Linked DNA regions of Drosophila melanogaster: region 2 is linked to region 1. Evidence: chromatin contacts called from public Hi-C data. All regions are on one chromosome and are shown on one strand. Each heading gives the region's core, a stretch centred on a gene start, on an enhancer-like site or on the middle of the called end of the contact. The rest is flanking DNA. Distances are from core to core; before and after follow the strand shown. Region 1 holds the start of CG13248. Region 2 holds the start of ND-39 (NADH dehydrogenase (ubiquinone) 39 kDa subunit).

The links. A called contact is a pair of places that touch in the nucleus more often than the background predicts.
Region 2: a contact with region 1 is called in a Hi-C map of the OSC cell line, with 2.8 times the contacts expected there. The contact joins the promoter of ND-39 here to the promoter of CG13248 in region 1. A contact is called at or near these places in 9 of 107 Hi-C or Micro-C datasets (the Clone 8 cell line, the Kc167 cell line, the ML-DmBG3-c2 cell line and 5 more).

The regions. Positions count from the first base shown.
Region 1 is chr3L:20,406,313-20,412,726 of dm6, forward strand. It overlaps CG13248, which reads right to left and starts at 4,254. Exons shown (of 2, transcript NM_140962.2): 1 at 3,951-4,254; 2 at 791-3,342. The coding sequence starts at 4,092. The coding sequence ends at 1,475. It overlaps lncRNA:CR45973 (long non-coding RNA:CR45973), which reads left to right. Exons shown (of 2, transcript NR_133284.1): 2 at 214-1,246.
Region 2 is chr3L:20,489,126-20,494,841 of dm6, forward strand. It overlaps ND-39 (NADH dehydrogenase (ubiquinone) 39 kDa subunit), which reads left to right and starts at 2,957. Exons shown (of 5, transcript NM_140977.2): 1 at 2,957-3,089. It overlaps ZnT77C (Zinc transporter 77C), which reads right to left. Exons shown (of 4, transcript NM_140976.3): 1 at 5,538-5,716.

The DNA of each region.
Region 1 (6,414 bases), core at 3,004-5,503:
GAAAACCTCTTTTTTTTATATTGTCATCATTGTTACACTTTTCTTTGTAAATAAAAACTTGACAATTTTCTGGAAAATATATGCGCAATAAACAATGGTTTGATCAAGCAATCAAAATCTGATAAGATTTGTTTATTTATTTATTATTTACTTAGCGCTTTAATTAAATTTGCCCAAAAGTTGGCTATAATTGCGTGACGTTCGGATTTGAAGCTATCTTTTCAGATTTGCGTTTTTGTCGTTGCAAGACCGCGGCAGTTAATCCAAGAAACAAGTTCTCTTATGAACATTTCAATCTTTCGGTCGACTGACTCAGCATCCCTCAACGAAGTTCTACGCTTTTACGCACTATATAAAACAGCCTGCAGTCGAAAAGGACCTCTCAATAGTCCTGTGCACCACCTGCTTCCTGTGGAATGATGCTGGGATTCCGAGATATTCTTGCAGCTGAACATATGCGCCTACGCTTCTTGGTTTTATAATTTTAAGGGCTGTTCGAATTTTCAGGATGTCTTCGCGGGTCCTAAAAAACGATATAAACTGTACACATGACGAGAAACATAAGGGTAATCTCTTTGCGTGGAAATGTTTCAAAGAACTAAGCAGAAATGGAAATCAGGCAATAAAATCATATCATTTATCCCTAAGCCTTTTTTCGAATTCCTGAAAATGAAAAGTCCTTCTATAGTAAACTATTTGGCAGGATATCTAAGTCATAAAAATAATAAATACGGGAAAAAAATCAAGAAACTAATCTGCAAACTAATCCACTGAAACACCTGATTATTTTGTATACACGAATCAATATATATTTGCAAATATATAGTATTGTATATGCTTATTTACACAGTTATAAATATATATAGTTAGTTATTTAAAGACATGTATGTGTGTACTATTATAGTTTAACAAATGCCATGTGTGCATAACGTTAAATAAATTTATTTGTACGTTTGCAGAGTAAATACGTTTTTTGTTGTGTGTAATACCATTTCTGCGATATTGTTTGCAATAATACACTGTAAATAGCTATACCTTGATATTATGTATATATAATATAAGGTACTTCGCCACAATATGTTATATACCAAAATTCCATTATATGTCTCGTTCAACGTTGGGTTTTTGGAATGCATATAATTTGAAATGGATTATTTATGTATATAGAGATGCTTTAAGTACAGGACTTTAAACAGTATCAGTTTCAAAATAATAATAAATCAAAACCAGAAACCTTTGATTTAACAAAAGTTCTAACATAATTAAACATATTTTTGGTATTACATAGAAAATAAGTATTATAATCTTTTTCTCAAAAGAACAGTAACCAATTGAAGTAGTTTTATCTATGTACATTAAACATTTCAAAAATAATAAGCCGAAACCATAACAACTGTATATCTTTCACTGATTTGATTTTAGTTCACGATCTGTATTCGGGTTGAAGCTTTGGGTTCCAATTGGAAGAATTGACTTAGGAATATCCGGACGTTTCGTTTTCGCTTTCCTCTACAATTGATTTCTTGTCCTCCGGCTTGCTGCGTCCTGTGAATCTCTCGAAGATGGAGTGCTTACTGGACTTCTTGCCACCGGAAGTTGCCTTGAAGGAACCCCACGGCACCTTTCCAGCCTCCGAAGTGGTCATAAGGATGGAGTACGAGGAGCAGACCTCGCCCTCTTTGCTGTTACGAATCCCGTAGAGGAAGTACACCACCATACCGATACAAACCCAGACAAAGAACCTTACCCAAGTCACGGCATCCAGATGGACCATCAACAAGATGTTACAAAAGATTCCAAGTGCAGGAACGAAGGGAACCAGGGGAACTTTGAAGATCAGGCCACGGGTGTTCTGGTTATGGACAGCTATCACGGCCACGCAAGTGCCTGCTGCGAAGATGATGAATCCATAGATGATCAGTGCCCACCAGGTGCCCGTATAGAGTTGCGTCCACGACACCTTTAGCTCCACACAGATGGCAAAGCTCAGGAAGATGAACAGCATCACGGCGACGGACACCACAGATCCCGGTTCGAAACGTCCTAGTAGGGGTTCCAAGCACCTGAACTGGGCCTTTAGTCTTCCAGCTAAGACTTCCTCTATCATCTCACTGGTCGGTGAGGAGGTATCCATGCTGGACTGGGACGCCACATCCTCGTCATCATCGTCGTCGTCGTCGGGACTTCCAGCCACTGCGGGTACCCTAATCGTGGTATGAATTCGCTCCATGGGACGATATCGCAGGATGATCACACTGGCCGAGACGATGGTGTAGGCCAACAAAGTGCCAATGGACATAAACTCCACCAGCTTGGCCAGATCGAAGACCAAAGCGAGGCAGGCACTCATTACCCCGGATACCACTAGATTCAGCAGTGGCACCTGGGTGGTCGGGTTAATCTTCCCAAAACAGCTGAAGAGCAATCCATCCGAGGCCATGGCGTACATGCAGCGTGGCAGGGCGAACAGGGATCCCAACAGGGTGGTGGTCATTCCACACAGAGCTCCGATGGAGATAAGGTACTTGGCCCAGGAGAGGTTCAATTGCCCAAATGCCTCCGGCAATGAGGCAGCCGGATTGATCTCACTGATGGGAATCATAAGGGTCAGAGCGGCGCTGACAAGGATGTAGCCCACTGTCACCACGAACAATGAGATCACAGTGGCCACGGGTATGGATACCGATGGGTTTTTGGCCTCCTCACCGGAAGTGGCTATGGAATCGAAGCCCACGAAGGCGTAGAAACAGGTGGCTGCACCGGCGATGACTCCTCCAACGCCGTAGGGCAGAAATCCACCCTCAGCCTCGGACCAATTCTTACCATCCGCATACCAGAATCCCACGCTGATGACCAGCACCATCACGGCTATATTGACCAGGGTGAGGAGACTGTTAAACACCGCCGTGGCCTTTACTCCTCCGGCCAGAGCAGCCGCGTAAACAATGCAGACCAGGAAGGCTAAGACGTCGGGGTATTGGGCCAATCCGGGCTCGTGGATGCCACCCGTTAGCTCCAGCGTTGTGTTCCCAATCCAACCGCCCAGCATTGAATCCACGTATCCACTCCAGGCCCTGGCCACCGAAGCTGCACCCAGCATATGCTCCAGCAGGATATTCCAGCCGATGACGAAGGCCCAGAATTCACCCATCGAGATGTAGGTGTACACATAGGCCGATCCCGCCTTGGGCACTCGAGTCCCGAACTCCGCGTAACATAGGGCGGCCAGCATCGAAATAAATCCGGCCAGGATGAAGGATAATATGATCCCGGGTCCGGCCATTTCCTTGGCCACAGTTCCAGTCAGCACGTAGATGCCAGCGCCAACCATATGGCCAATGCCTGGGGGTAAACACATATGTTCATATTTAATATATGAATGTAGAGATAGTCTTGTTTTTTCGTTGATGGCACATACTCTAATTTCTGGTTCTTGTAAAGCAATAATTCTGATGTCAAGGAATATATGTAGATAAGGTAAATTATGTTCTATTCCTATCTGAAGGGTTTTAAAATCTCTACAAATCTCTAGGGGGTTTTCAAAACCATGTATGTCTTCATATCAGGGATTTTCTCTACTTTGAAGGTTAGTCTAGTGCGTTGTTAAAAATATATATATATAAATAATAAAAACCGCTTAGGGAATGGCTTTTAAAGAAGTTGTTAAATGTTTAGCAAGTCATTTTGAATTAAGAGTGGCTTGTCTCTGGCCGAAAGATGCGCGTGTGGCCCCGTAAAACTTGTTTAAAAATGCTTAAATACTTAAACATTCAACGTGTTCAAATAAAAAAAAACAGTAATTTCTACAATGTATCTTTAAGTACCCCCAACTCTGAACTTTAAGATAGCAGATGTTTGCATTGAAAGCATTGTAGCCCCCAACATATTGTTCCCTAATCGAGTGGTAAACCGGAGAACAAGCCGGTTACTGATCGATTAACTGAAAGTACCCAATAGAGCGATGTCGAAGGTGTTGAGGCATCGGTTTAGCGGCGTCTCCATGACGTCAGTGGGCACCGACTTGGTGCGATTCATCTTGGTGCAAATGCCCGACAATATGTGCCTCAGGATCGCACGTCGTGAGCTCGGCATCCTGGTTGAGACGAAAGTTGAAACCGAGCTGAAAGGAGTTCGCGCCTCTTGGGCCACTTGAAGGATCTGAACTTGGGGATATTTGGATATATTTCACGGAATATTCGATGCGGCACACGGGACACTTTCACTTGTTGTACACAAACAGCTGTGACTATATCGATTTTTGCATCAAATTCGAAAGCTCAGTGGGCGAATTGCCGAGTGTTTGCACACGGCCAGGAGGCAGCTTTCGTCACCGAGCTTTTTTTGAAGTGCGATAAAATTGCCACACTAAATGTTGTAGTTTTTAAAAAACCTTCAATATGGAAATTATAGAGTGAATGATACAAAAAACGATACTACAAAATTATTATTCGGAATATTCCGATGTCTTTTAATTTTCAATGCGATAAATAATCTCTAATGTAATATTTAAATTTTTAGTTGAACCTTAAAACTATTTTCTTTGTATTATGTTTTTACTGAGATAAATACATGTAGGGCCCCGCAAAGTATACAATTTAATTCCGTCTAATCGTAAATAAAATATCTGCATATATTTCCATATGATGGAGCATACTTTTAAAGGCCAATTAACTTCGTTTGAAAGCTTGCTTGTGTTTGTGAGCCAAAACCGGAAACTAAATAAGCGTAACCATTTTAAACAAATTGTTATTGCTCCTGCCAATCAAATGATCGACATTTATAAGTGGAATGTCGTTTAGTGATGATTAGAATAATGCGTTTACAAAACTATCGTATATTTTAAGCTAAAAGTCTTTAAAAATTAATGCCAACTGATTGTAGATAAATATTCCGAATATTAGCAAAATAGGGAAATTATGAGTACCGCGAATGCTATTGCCATACCTGCAATAAAATTTTAAAATAAACAGCCAATAAGTTGTATTATTATTATTTTATGTCTGAAATTAATTTTAATCGCCACAAAGTGTGTTTGCACTACCAAAACTTGGAGAACAAGTGAGGTTTACTTTTGCCTATTTCTTCGTAGCCAACAATGTCCGGTAATAACGAAATGTCTGATCACGAATTTGTTTTGTCACTGCCGCCGAGCGAATGCAAGAATATGTGATCTTTGCTGATCCACGGGAGAGATAGGTTGTCACACCCTTTATGGGGACCAAAAATTACGTTTTCCATTAAACATATGTTGGTGTTTTTAAGTATAGTCCGCAACACTTCATTATGTCTTGAAAGGCCCAATCAACGAAACTTTAATGCAATGTTTTTAAGTAAAGAAGTACTATGAAGTCGAATGGAAAATACTCTTAGGGTATTGATTCAACTTTCAGCAAAGTGTGTTTCTTATAAAGCTAAGTTGGGAAATTAGTTATTAATAGGGTTACATTCAAGAAATGCGGTACTATATTTCATATCTCTATGATAACGTTATGATTATGACTGGATGACTAAACCTTTGTAGATATAGATCCTTCTTTAAGAACAGACCCTTCTGGGATGGTTACCCTACTTATTATAGTATAATATCAAATATATTAGTAGCGGTTCTGGGAGCAGCAGATACCATCCACTGGCAGACTGGGTTACGTGATGTTTGTCAAAGGCAGAAGCGCCTTCGAAGGCACCTCTGGCATCGCGATGCAGATCGTGCCGGCATATGGATACGGATTCGGGTTCGGCCTAACCATATGACGGTGGCTAAGTGAATTACCCTACCATCCGTCTCCATCCGTATTCTTCCCATGGCGACAGCCCACCATCGCCATCTCGCCATGACCGTTGCCATTTGGCTGCGAAAATCTATCAGCATCACGAAGCGGACGCTGGGCTTCCAAAACTTTGAATACTAATACCTGTTAGGGATGACCAGGCGCATCGGCATCGCATCGGCTCCGAATTCGTCGTCAACCTGTCCGCAATGCCGGCTGTAGTTGCATGACAACATCTCCATCGCACACCTCCATATCCATATGGCCAAAGTCCCACTACCCCGTTTGGTATCCCCGCCCCCTTGGAGCCCACATCTTGTAGTACAGGTAGTTGCAATGACGGATTTTGACTCTTTGGCCCTAAAAGCACACCGGCGAAGGTGCAGTTTTTCAGCTCAGTTTTCAGTTTTCAGTTGTTAGTTTTTGGTTTTCATTTTTCAGCTGGCTACAAAATGTGCCAGTCGCGCGCTTGGGTCAAGATGGCTAAGACGGCGACTCAAATGGCTAAAATGGCTAGGGGAGACGGCGAGTGGACGGTGCTCACGCGTCTCGCTGCCCACGAACTCCATATGAATGGAAAAAATAGTTGGCTCCAGGCGCCGGGCTACTGGATGCCCTAACTCTGAGCAATCAATTCGGAAAGGGT
Region 2 (5,716 bases), core at 1,707-4,206, 82 kb after region 1:
GTTTGCCGCCATGTAACCCCAAGGTTGAACCCCATTCGGTTGGTCATTTAAATGGCCTAAATGCCCTCTAGTAGAGTAATTAGCGAGGGACATGTCGCGGTTTAATGGTATTTTTGGTTAATCCGAATAGACCATCTAAACAAAAACTGAAGGTCCGTGCAATGACCTTTATGGTAAATAAATGTGATAAGTTGAGGTATACAATGTGCCTAACTTAAAGAACAGAACCATGGACCTGCTATATGTTATACTTCATTAATGATATTTATAGTAATCCATTTATAGACAGCATTTCTATATGATTTCACTGTCGTTATATAAAACTTCCTTAAAGTGACAGAACAAGCCCAAATCGACTGTTGATTTAAATCTGTCGCTTCCACGTGGAATCCTCAATAGGATTATTACGCAAATTAACATTGCCGCCCAGAATACAATTTTATCAAATGTACAAACGCCTATGTTTGTCGTCGATTCGACTCTTAAATGAGCCAATTGCATTCCAAATTGTCACACGTGCAATGGCATATAATTAGAATAGATCAAATGATAAAATCTATTGTTTTAGAACCCCATAGAGATAGACATGGAAAGCGAGTAAGCTAAGTACTAAAGCGCTAAACGGCGCCTCGGGGGCACTAGATTGTGCGCCCCAGCAAACAATCGACTGTTTTCCATACTATAGCTATAGTAATTCCAGCAGAGACATTGTAGAAATAACAATTAGCAGGTAGCAACAAACTATTTGGATGAGTGGATGAGGCCATAGACATCTGTTTGATTAAATGGATTCTGTGTACTCGTGTATCTTCCAGTTGTTCCACTAAATGTTCATTTCCTCAATTTGATTTCGTTTTCATTCGAAATCCGAAATGGATGGGTAGTGGGTGGCAGGAGGCAATGTTATATAGGCTCGAACAAAAGATAACACAAGATAAGCAGAGCTACAGATACAGATACAGATAAAGATACTGATTCGTGTGAAGCCTCAGGTCGCTCATTGTTGCTGTAGTTGCTAGGGGATAATGAAGATAACGAAGTGATCCTCCCGATAAAATGTGGTGTGATATGAGTGGCATGTGGATGAGAACTGACGGTTCCCAAAGACTACCAAAAAAAAAGCAAAGATGTCAAGGCAGGTCTAAAAGCTGAAATTAGGCTTAGCTTTTCATTTACAATTTTGTATACCCATTACTCGTAGAGCAGGAGGGTATACTAGACACCCAGGAAAATTTTAGAGTAATAATAGGGTAATGCAAGGTCAACAGACTTAATGCCATTTTTTGGGGTAAAAGATTTAATGTACACTTGTTTTCGAAACCGATTAAAAAAAAAAGAAAAAGTTGGCATATCACGCTAGATTGAATAAAGTAATTGCTCGTATTTATTGGATTTGTATATTTAGCGAATTTTTTTTTTTCAAATTTAATGCTTACTGGTGGTAAACTGTTTAAATAAAGAAAATTAATATGCAACATATCGGTATTGTTATTGATATCGCCGCTAAACCTTTGATTTAACATCACTCGAAATATTTATTGAAGTGAAAACAGAAGCAATCGGCAAGTAAAATGAACAACTTATAACGTGTAATTAAATTTATATATAAATTTCTTTTAGTTTGTATGTTAACTAGCTATTTAATTGCGAATAAGTCCAATGTTCAATTGAATGTCCGTCCGTCCGTCTGACCGTACATATTTTTTTAAAGATATTTGTAAAAAGTTGAGACAAGGCATGCATCCCGACATCTGAGTAACAGGTATCTGGTTATTTTATAGATGCTATGTATAGTTAAACAACTATTTTACAAAAATGAAATTGCTCACAGATTAGTATTGCGAGAAATCTTTTTACTTTCGAGAATTCAATTGCAAAATTTTAAGGTTTTTATGGAATGTTTTTTCACCCCTTTTGTCATAATTATTTGATTACCCTCGAATCCGGACCTTCTCAGATGGCGTAAAGTCCAGATCGTAAATCTGAGCCAAGAGTTGACAGCTCAATTGCCAATTAGACCAATGCAACAGCTCACTCCATTAATTGAAAAAATAAACAAAAAGTGAAGCGTGCAGTAAAATTCGGGACCAATAACATTTGCTTTTTGTTTTGATTTGCCATCATCAGGTTTCAGGTGCATTAATTCTGTTTGCTTGTTTAATTTTTTGCTTCTTTCGGACCATTGCCTGCATACAAATGAAGTTTGGCAACAAACAGCATTTGTTGCCTATTGGTTTTTGCGTAGATTTTAAACTGAATTACAAAAATACTTCCTATACGGGTCCCTGGCCTGTTTTCAAAACAACCAGCAGCTAAAATCTAACAATTTTGACCATTTCGGACACGATGACAAGGTTGCCGATGCCTTTGGAATTTCTAATTCGCAAGGGAACGGTGTTATTTAAAAATTCTATCAATATTGTTATTGTCTATCAGTGGGCCACAGACAACGTGTGCTGCCAATATTTTATTACTTTGTTGCCCATGAGGCGCATTTGAACATTTCGAACGCGCCAAAATCGGACTCCTGATAAGCAGATAGAGATAGTTGTCTACCGACCCTATCGCTATCTCACCCCAGGTGATTAAGTGGTAAGTGGACAGGTCTGACTGATAAGAGCGATTTGGAAAACAATATCGAAAACAACTCGGCTTTCAGTGGGTTAAAATGCCATCACTAGTCGAGGGATTGATTCGATGGGGAATGTTGATGTTGCCACCGGTAAATGTTGCCAAGTGGAAATTAATATTTTTAGGGGGGCTCTCTTATAATATGGGATGTAAATATGACTTATTTAGGTAATACAGCCTTAAAATCATAGGTACATTATAAATATAAGATGTAAGATAAGAGTTAATAAAGATGGAACAACTAGGCGAAAGTAAGTATGCAGATTTTAAGTTATTCCATATTAGTAAGTAGTAGGCTATAAGTTAAATTGCATTGCACTCGGCTAAATTTTCCGTACTAATTGTGTGTTCTATAAAAATCCAGCTTGTATCTTACTGCTTTTTAGCCCATAATCATAAAAGTGAAACCCAATCCACGTTTTTTTTCGCGAATTCACAACCCTGACCACCTGTACATAGTAAGTGATGAAGCACACGATTCAATGAAATATTCCCATTATAATAAACAAAGAAGTGTAAATATTTTAATTACGATTTTATGCACCACCATCTACGTGCAATCTGCACCTATATACATAAGTATATATCTATATATGTACATATGTATGCTTTCCCTGCATCCTCATCGAAAACGTGATCAGTTGGGGTCCGAGAGATTTTTTGATGATTTACAAAAACCCATTAAAATAATACGAAGTTTGATATTAATGCTGATTACTAAAGACCCACTTCAATTACACTTAATGACTCGAAATTACAAAACGACAAATCTAATTGAATTAAATTTATAAACATACAATGCGGTTGCAGTGATAGAAGTAATAAATACAATAATAGCTTTCTATGTAAGAGATTAAAATATAATAATTTTTCTTTTAATATAAATGTAAAATTTTTGGATCTCACGCTACTCTTTAGATTAATAATTTGAGTTGGCTAATATAACCGTGCAACCAAAAATGCATTATTAACTCAATCGCAAACAAATTAGTTTGTTTATTATTTCATAGAGTAATTGTTTATAATATTTTGGAACTGGAAACACGGCCGAGCTGGGTTCTTCAGAACTTGAGCCAAGGCCCGGGATTAATTTCCATTGAATTAGCTAAGGGTGAGAATTTGTTTTTAGCTTAATCTCGATGCGACTGGCAGGTGGATCGTAGACAGATATAACCGTTAATTAGCATTAATTTCGATCGAACTTATTTTTATACACCGCAGAAGTAATACATATTTCGGGCAATATTTTTTCACATCGGTGCCAAGAGGCGCGAGGCGTCTTAATAATCACTTGCTAAATGGATCTACAATCTGCCCGCTAACGAATCAGTCATCTATATACAATCTGCGAGTATCCAAAACTGCGCGCATTAGGGCGTATTTTTCCGATTCCTGGGCCCAGATACAAAGCCGAATTTCGCATACGGCCGAAAAGCCCTTATCAGTCTAGACCCCTAATACTGTGGCTAAGAACTGGAGAATTACCGTCTTTTGGACTCTGATAAGCGAAAAAAGGCCTGCGTTCGCTTTACGTTTTCTAATTATAACCGCGGCAGCGTAAATTGCTTTGGAAAATGTAGCTTTTCCTATTTTATTGTTATTATTATTATTATTATTATTCACACACACGCACGTTAGCGATTTAAAATATTTCGAGGCACACGCGCTAATTTTTTCGGGAGCGAATCATTCAGATCGTTGTTAACTGCAGCGCGGCTCAAACACGAATGATCGCAAAAGACGACGAGAAATATACATATGGCAAAATAAACGGAAAACCCGAAGCACCATGCCGAACTATAAGTACTCTTTTAATTGAAATTCGAAATGTTATAATACTAGTAAAGCTATGTTCTACAAAAACAAGAAGATTTCCTCATTATAATTCTGAGCATTCATAATTGAATTAAAATTAATTTTAATTTTTTCACTAGAACGGATATGTTCCAAGAGTAGTTAATTTATTTATTTATTTACTTTTGAGTTACTCTTCGTAAGGGTATTAAAGGCAAAGAGAGATGGTCGAATAGGAGCAACAACAACACCAATAACCACGGCCGGCAAAACAAACGAAAAGCCCGCAAATTTAAAGGGTGGGGAGCAGAGATAAGGAAGAGAGAGGTAGAAAGCAACAGTGATAGTATTTGTGTGGGCGAAAAAGTGCGTGAGCAGGTTGAAAAAAAATCAGCTGATTGCATGTGAGCTATTAAAGAGAGCGAAATGAGAGCAGAAAAAGGAGAGTGAAATTTATACATATGTTGCTTGTTTATGCCTGTCAAATGTAGGTATGTTTGTATTGTCGTTATCTAGGTAGGTTTATGAGACAACAACAATGCCATAATAAATATTATAAATACATATTTACATATGAAGCTATGGTAATCTCTATAGAATTACATCCTCAATTGTCAAAAGCAGTGATCTGTGCAGATATTTAACTTATCAAACGCACAACTGAAGTCAACAAACAAAAAACAATGTGTTTTATTATAACAATAATATAAACAATGTGTTTTATTATTTATTTTTAGACAGGGTGATTCAATAGAAATATCTGACACGAAATTTACTCTTTATACACAAATACGTACATATATATGTATAAGAACGCGTTTGACACACTGACAAATGTTTATAATTTTTTGTATATCCTGACCCACTGCATGTGTATAATGTAATGTTACAATACCAGAAATATTTTTGTATCGAAGGAGGTTATTCATGACAGTCGCATTCGCCTGAAATCCCATTATCTTAACCAATCTAAAAACAAATTACTAACTTATATACCCTCGGTACTAATTAGTTTACCCAAGCTGTTACATTCAAACCAAATTAGCTAGTGGTCCGCACTTTATAACCGCAAAAATGTGTATCCATTATGAACAGTTTCACCACAAGCTCACTTTTATTTCACTGCTTATCGGTGTTTTTGGTCCGTAGAAATAGTTAATCCTTAGTTGGCCGATTTCGAACAGATAACACTAAGTTTTCCCGATGCTCTCGGTTTTACAGCTCGAAGGCGACTGCTAACTGAATTCTTTGTCCGTAGAACCCAAGCCGTGCCGAATTAAACGATCCGCGG